2 separate regions of the Rattus norvegicus genome follow, and region 2 is linked to region 1. A link is a contact called in public Hi-C data. All regions are on one chromosome and are shown on one strand. The core of a region is the stretch at or near the end of the contact, and the rest is flanking DNA. Distances in the headings are between cores, read along the strand shown. Region 1 holds the start of Eif1a (eukaryotic translation initiation factor 1A). Region 2 holds the start of Atg12 (autophagy related 12).

Evidence for each region. A called contact is a pair of places that touch in the nucleus more often than the background predicts.
Region 2: a contact with region 1 is called in a Hi-C map of Schwann cells, with 3 times the contacts expected there. The contact joins the promoter of Atg12 here to the promoter of Eif1a in region 1. A contact is called at or near these places in 12 of 12 Hi-C or Micro-C datasets (the A7r5 cell line, the Rat2 cell line, Schwann cells and 7 more) and 1 of 1 datasets of contacts at active chromatin or transcription factors (oligodendrocytes).

The regions. Positions count from the first base shown.
Region 1 is chr18:41,509,830-41,513,708 of GRCr8, forward strand. It overlaps Eif1a (eukaryotic translation initiation factor 1A), which reads left to right and starts at 2,469. Exons shown (of 3, transcript NM_001008773.3): 1 at 2,469-2,656; 2 at 3,505-3,551. Tmed7 (transmembrane p24 trafficking protein 7) reads right to left here and starts at 2,414. Exons shown (of 3, transcript NM_001105758.1): 1 at 1,978-2,414; 2 at 70-315. The coding sequence starts at 2,175.
Region 2 is chr18:41,646,815-41,650,431 of GRCr8, forward strand. Atg12 (autophagy related 12) reads right to left here and starts at 2,204. Exons shown (of 4, transcript NM_001038495.1): 1 at 2,024-2,204. The coding sequence starts at 2,189. It overlaps Ap3s1 (adaptor related protein complex 3 subunit sigma 1), which reads left to right and starts at 2,559. Exons shown (of 6, transcript NM_001398640.1): 1 at 2,559-2,723. The coding sequence starts at 2,655.

The sequences.
Region 1 (3,879 bases), core at 1,219-3,718:
GAATACACTGCATTAAATTATGTGCCCCTCCCTCCTTTAACCAATGTTCTTCTGTTCTTTTTTGTTTACCTGGGTAAGGGCACTGACTCGGTTCTCACTGGGAAACAAAGGTGGGTCTTCTCCAACTTGGAAATCGAAATACACCGTTTTGTGTGTGAAAGTAGAAAACTCATTGCTGAAGCAAAATTTGTATGTCCCATTTTTGGAGGCTGTGAAGGTGAAACTATCATACTGTTTCTTCATCTCCTTGTATAACACTTTACCATCAGGATCTTCCAATCGACAATCTACATCGTAGTGACCACCAGTAATCACCTGTAAAAGATTTACAGAGAGATCACAGTAACTAACACAGAAAAATTTAACCCAGTTACTGCTAAAACAACAATAAAGCTATATTCAGAAGTCTTCCTATCACAATATCACAGATCTTGATTTTCACCAGTGGATGAAACACACATAAAGATTTCAGCTCAACTAAAGCTTTACAAAAAGTGAAGAGGTTCTCTCCTAACAGGAGAGAGGAAACTTCATTATATCGACCGTTCAGATCACTGTGCTGCTTGATATAGCCCTGAGCTTTAACCTGGAACTTAAAAGATGGGGAGATCGGGAGAGAAAATAGTTTTGGCAACCCAAACTATGACAGTGGACAGTACAAGTTTTAAGTATTTTGACTAACACAGTATTGAAAGTGTACATCAATAAAACGAAGACATTAAAGCTCAGACTTCAAAGACATTTCTATGATTTATATGACCTTTTGTCACTTGAGATGATGACTAATAGAGTTGTATTACAAGATCATTTTAATAAGTACATGAGATATAATTTTGTACTTAGAGAGCTGTATTATTCCATATATGATTACATACATGTATTAAGTACAAATATGAATGAATGAATGAATGTGTACTTTGGATTAAGACTAGGACCTTGCACATGCAATGTAAATATTTTAAAAAATTTTAAATGTTTTATAGCACCAAGTATTGTAGCTACAGATATAAAAATTCAACAAACATATATTAAATTTAAATAAAGAATATTCTGATTACAGCTTATAATTCCTTTGTAATTGTATATATTGGGAATTGATACACACATATATCCTTAATTCCTTTTTTGATCTTTAGATTTCTCTCCTCACAATACAAATTGTTATCAAGCCTTGTTGATTTTACCTTTCGCTTTTCTCCTTCGCCACAAATACTAACCGAGTACAATACTAAGTATAGTATGAATACTAAGCTATTGTCGTGTCTAATAAGAAACGATTTTTATTATTTTCAATTATGTTTTATGGGTGTGTCTGGGAGATGATACGTGCATGTAGGTGCAGGCGCCTGCAGAGGTCAGAGGTGTTAAATCTCCTGTAGCTCCAGTTACAGGTGACCTAGCACTAAAGAGCTGCTGAAATGTTAAATGAAACTATTAACAACAACAACAAACCGGTAGACTGCTTTAGGCTCCTAAAGAATAAAGTTCCTATTTTACATTGTCTGCGAACTAAGAAAGGGCCTCTTGTTTATCATAATGTTTTACAACACCCTTGACAGACCGTCTTTAAAAAAGAAAAAGCCTCTTAACAGAGCATTTCCAATCACCTCTGCAGTAAGGAAAGAATCCTGGTGTTAAACAAAAACAAAAATCCTAAATCCAACCCAACCGCCACAAAATACCGGAAACGACCGTGTGTTATGTCAAACCGATTAAATTGGAGTTGTGGATTACAGGAATAGGGAGCTGATACTGGGTATTTGTGCGCAGAAAACAGCTTTTTTAAAAAGAACTTCTTAAATTAATTTATTTAATGCGGCTTCCATTCAATGAGTGGCACTGGAGAATGTGACAGCCACAGGAAGCATTTCTGAAATTTCAGTTCTTTGAGCTCTGAAAAGAAAAGCTAAATGTCCTGCATAGGCTACTGAGGTCACTCTTGGGTTAGCGGATCACGGTGGCTGGGGCCCGTGGTACCTGGAACTCTAGGGTACACTTGGTGCCCTGAGTGATGTCCTCGTAGAAGCACTGCTTGGCATTGTCCGGCAGCTCAAAAGTGATCTCGGAGCCGCCGCTCGGACCCGGCAGTAGCAGTAGCAACAGTAGAGCAAGCAGTCTGCAACTCCAACGGCCTGCGGCGGCCGCCCAGCAAGTCGCCGACCTCGGCCGCGGCATCCTGACAGCGCGGCGGCCTCAACGGAGCTGCGGGGCCTCAACACGCGCGGCAGGCCCAGCCCCTACCGGCCCGCGAGCCTTAGTGAAGCGTGCGACGAGGAACCAGCGCAGGCTTCCGGAAAGACGCAATGAGGTACCCGAGCCGCTCTAGGAAAACCTGAGGGGCAGTGGTAGGAGACCCGGCAAACCAGCGGAGGAAGAGGCCTCGCTGACCGGAAGTACGGCGAGATCTAACGGAAGGGGCGGGACCGGGACAGGACCCGGTGACCCGGATGTGAAATCCGGTGGGCGAGGCGTTGTAGTGAGGACGTGGAAGAGCGTGAGGCCTCGGCGTTGCGTGGGCGGCCCTCCTTGGGCGAGGGGAGGGGGCAGTGCGGGAACTCGACGGGAAGGGGCGTGGCCGGCCGTTGCCTAGGAAGGGCGCGTGGTCTCGCTGCTCGCCGGGCTGAGACGGTAGAGGGGTTCTGCTGCATTTGTCACTGTGAGTACCAAGTTTGGGGAATCTCCTAGGGACTCCCAAGAGCTCGTTTTAGGGCTATGGAGGGCTAATCCCCGGTGGTAGAGAGATTTCTAGTTTACAGGAGGTTGTCGCACAGAGTACAGTCGTATTTGGAGGAGGCAGCTTACGCAAAAAGCGCATGTTCTCAGAGATGAGTAGAAGACTAGAATTTCTAATCCCTGCTCTTTACCTTCCGGCCAGCTGACCTCGGCCTGGATGCTAAAACTCTGCTATACTCTAAATAGTACTGCCTAAAATAAATACGGATTATTTCCTGAGTTCTTTATCTGGAAAAGGGGTCTAGAAGAGTGGCCGGCACGTGGTAAGCACAAGATAAGTTTCGGTTAGACTAAAACAAACATCCATTGAGTACCTCTTAGCAAGCTCCTTCTACTCTTCATACAGTAAGTGATAGTATGTCTGTTTTACTGATTAGGGAGTTAAGGACCCAACAGTAGCAAAGTAACTAATTTGCTTCTGATCGACATGGCGTTTCTTGTAAGGCATTCATTTTACGCTTCCCACGTGCGTAACAGGAATCAGGTGTTCCGGTTTTGTTTTGTTTTTTTTGGGGGGGGTGTTGGGAGCTTTTTGGTTTGTTTTTTAGTGAAAGAGATAAGGTGGGCTCTAGATTGCCGAGGATCAGTAGAGAGGTTTTTATGAGAACGAAGTAGCTGGCAGGTAGGAGTGAGGCAAGGCCCTGAGTAAGGGTTGGGTGGGGCGGATAAAACGAGAGCCGGAAGTTCACTCAGCTGCCTTGAGGCACTTAAAGCTTCTGCTGGGGCAAATGGGAAGGAGGCTTAAGGTCACATTCTTTTAATTTCTTCCAGACTGGGAAGACTAGACCTTCCTGAGAGCCAGGCCAGAAATTTTGTAGGTGAGTGAAAATAAAACTGAATTTGGCAGTGAAAAATGGAGGTTTTGTTTTTTGACTCATCTTGGACGGGTGATCTTGCTCTTATCTTGGAGCTGGTAATGGAGCTCACCAGTAGAACTTGTCCAAGTCCTAGGATTGAATCTCCAGAGCTACAAGGGAGTATGGAGGGTGGGGGTGGGGGTTTGGGAACCACCCTTTCTCCATAAAGAAATAAGATTAAAATCTCAGTGCAATGTGGAAGGTTTGGGAGGGAGGAAAGGGAGGAGGGAAAAATTAAAAAACTAAAACTAGTAATAAAAGAATCAGTGTGGTATCACTTTATTTTTTA
Region 2 (3,617 bases), core at 954-3,453, 140 kb after region 1:
ACTGAGTTGTACTACTGAAGAAAGAAAAGCCAGAGGGCAAGAAGCTGGAGAAGTATTTATAATAATTATGGCTGCAGCCTTAACTCCCCAAATGATCTGATTGTAGCTCAGAAGCCTGGCTACATGCTAGCACCAACTGGAGAACAGTTAATATACACAGCAATCAAACTGAAATATTTTGCAAAGTAGGACCTTAGCACTGGTATTCAAAAGCTTGGTCAGGTTAAGTCTGTTAATGTTAATACTGTGCCACCAGGATCCTTTCCATCAAATTGTCTACAAAAGGATAAAAATAGGAATTCAATCCGTCAAAACCAAACCAAACAAACAAAACAAAAAAAAGTAAAGGAAAATATAGATTCAAATAAAGTCATCTCAGGCAGTATCTTGGATTATGGGTCATTTCCTAGTGTTCTCTAGTACACCAATCATCAGTGTGAAGGACTAGACTATTGACTTACACATTTGTATTTTTATTTGTTTATTTTTTGAGGGAGCACAGGCTGGCCTTGCACTCAGAGATCTGCCTTCCCTAGGCTGCTGAGTGCTGGGATTAAAAATGTGCCAGCCTCCAGTTTCCATCTTAAGGAAACCTCTCAAAGTCAGCTCCATGCAGTTAAATGAAGAAAAAAAAATTTTTTTTTAAAAGTTAACGGTGGTGGTTCTCTTTCTAAATACTCATAGTAGTACATCATGAATATAGACAGAGTTCCTCTAAATGCAAAGTCAGCCTTTTTTTCTTTCTTTCTTGTTGAGCTGGGTATTGAACTTGTAGACCTTTTGTGATGTTCCACTACTGGGCTCCATATGCCTGCATCCCCCAGGAGCAGTGCTGGGAGACAATTCTTCCCCCAGGCAACATAAGCAAGGTGGCAAGATCGAGAAACAGAGACCACACCCAGATCTACATTTTCTATCTCTGAAAGGAGAACAGTTAAAGACAAGGTTTACTTTTTCCTTGAAGTATGTTTATTTGTTGATTTTTCTTACAGTCAACTCTAACTCGACAGTGTTCAGTGCAAGTTAATCTAAACTCCTTTACTTTCCAGGGGCAAGCACAACCCTGAGACAATATGGAAGCTGAAGACAACTAGTTCAAGTAATTCAATGATGTACAAAGGCAGGAAAAGTTAACAAAAAGGTAACACCTACACCTTTACTTTTCCCTTAGCATTCTTCAGTGTCTAAAGTTCCAGGATTTTTGTTCTTGTTCTAAAGAATGAATTAATATTCGGTTGGCGTAAATCCGTATCGAGACTTCCAGTAACCGGTCTTTTGATAAGTACATGGAGCTACCGAGATCCCACTTGGGGCTCCCCACCTTCAAAGCCCAGACACTTTAAAAGGTGCTGACGATAAGGAACCTGGGTACCAGGATCACTTAGGCACTCAAAAGGCGTGAAGAACAGTAAGCACTTTTGTGAAATCCGACCAGGAGCCACACATCCTTATACATTGCTATTATGTCACCATATCTTACAGGAATAAGTCTGTTTCCTAAACCTAATGTACGTTGCAAACCATTTTCAATCTAAATTGCACTTGTAACACCATGACATATGCCCACATCTTTGCCTTGCTAAATTCCCGAACACCCGTAATGACTCACTCCCCTTCCGTAAGATGTATCCTTGCACACTTATCTACCCTACACATGGCCTTGACACCTGAGTCCCCTACTCTTCTGTCCAGATGCTAACATCAATTGTCTTGGCAGTTGTTACTCGAACCCTTACCCATAAAAAGGACCTCAAAAGCCAGTGAGGGGCTCTCTAAAACCCCAATTTGGGAGAGGCAGTTGTCTGGCCAGTCCCTTGTGCATTTCTAAATTTAGCTTGGTTTCGTGAGACAGCAGTGCAAATGTTCCGTCCCCCGCTCGGGTCTAACACTTTTGCTCAATTCTAAGAGTAGAAAGTGCACCTCTAGGATGCGCCCTTCTTTAGCTTTTGCCACTTTACGGGCCACCACTCTTAGAAACGCTATTAGGTCTCTTGTCTCCGCCCACAAACGGATGTTGACATACTTTTTTTCTTGGTGTCTCCGGGAGGTTCCTCCGTACCGGGCGAAACTGCAACCGAAGACGGGGGCTCTGGGATGGCTGTTTCTGGGGAGAGCTCCAAAAGGCTCTCGCCCGCCGCAGCAGCCGGAGCCGCGGGGAGCTGCAGCACAGCCTCTGGGTCTTCTGCCATCTTGCTTGCTGAGCGTCGACGGCGGAAGTGAGGTAAGAGCGTGAAGGGGTTGGACCTTGCTACACGAAGCGTCGTGAAGCAGGTGCCGGGCAGGTGGGAGCCGGATTAACAGTGAATTTTGGGATGTCTAGAGAGCAGTCCATATAGATAGTCTGTTGGAAACACGATAGTTACCGAAGTATAGAGTGTCATAGAGTTCTGAAGGGCTTCCGTGACGAATCTCTGTGAGCAACCATATGACCACGTACCCCTCCGGAGAGTTGGCTGGTCCGGGAACGCTTCCGTTTCCTCTTGGCCTGCCCCGCCCAGGTCCCGCCTCCAGGCCCCGCCCCTCGGCGCGGGAGCGCGCGCGCGCGTGCGGGAGGGGGCGGGTGGGGAAGCAGCGGCAACAAGCTCCCGGAGGCGAGGCTCACGCGCCCGCCCCCGCCCTGGCCCCAGCGCCCACCCTGTCGGCCCGGCCCAGCCATGATCAAGGCCATCCTCATCTTCAACAACCACGGGAAGCCGCGGCTCTCCAAGTTCTACCAGCCCTATGTGAGTATGCCCCTGCCGCGGAGCCCGGCGAGAGCCGGCGCAGGGCAGCGCCCAGCGGCTTCCTCGCAACGACCCTCGCGCCGCCGCGGCCCTCCTGGTGTCCGACTTCTCGCGCCGCTGGCTGTCAGCTCGGGCGGTGGGGAGCCGCTGCCACTCCCCGCCGGCCGCTCGCCGTCAGTGGGCGAGGCGGTTTCTCCGCCTCAAGGGGCGCTGCCCACCTGCCGGGTACCTCAGCCCGGCTGTTTCCTGTCGGGGGACCGCAGAGGGTAGCTGGCGCCCAGTCCCGCTCCCGGTCCCACTCCCCCTGCCCAGGTTGTCTCCGGTGGACTGATTTCTGTCGTCCGCGGACAGATGGGCCACCGTGTCCGCCCTAATCCTCTCCGAGCTCAGCAACTTTGGCTCGCTGCTCGCCCTAGCTAGTCTGTCCAGGGTGTTTCCATACGGAAGCATCCGAAGCCCAGTGTGACTTCCAGGTGGCTATTGGGAAAAAATAAAAAGATTAAGCAGGGGCCTGACTTCTCTCTTGGACTTTTAACCTACTGTCTGAATTTACTCTTGAGATAACTGGCAGCATACGTGGTTGACCCATCAGAAAGGGATGCTGTGTCTGGGAATTAACGATTTCATTTTGTATGGCTTTTCAAACCGGAACATACAGACATTTACCCTGGGTTTTAGTTTAAACGAAGTAGCATCTGTGAAAGTTCTCTTCTAGAACTGTGAACATTGTTTAATATTGCTAGGAGCAGATGACTTTAAAGTCGCGAAGATAATTTGTAAGCGTTTGAGGAGAGGTAATAGGTTTCTATGCCTTACCTGAGGGCAAAACTAATACTAGGTCACACACTGAGCTGTCATTTGTAGGGTGAATGTGAGCTATGTAGCTGTCTTGCT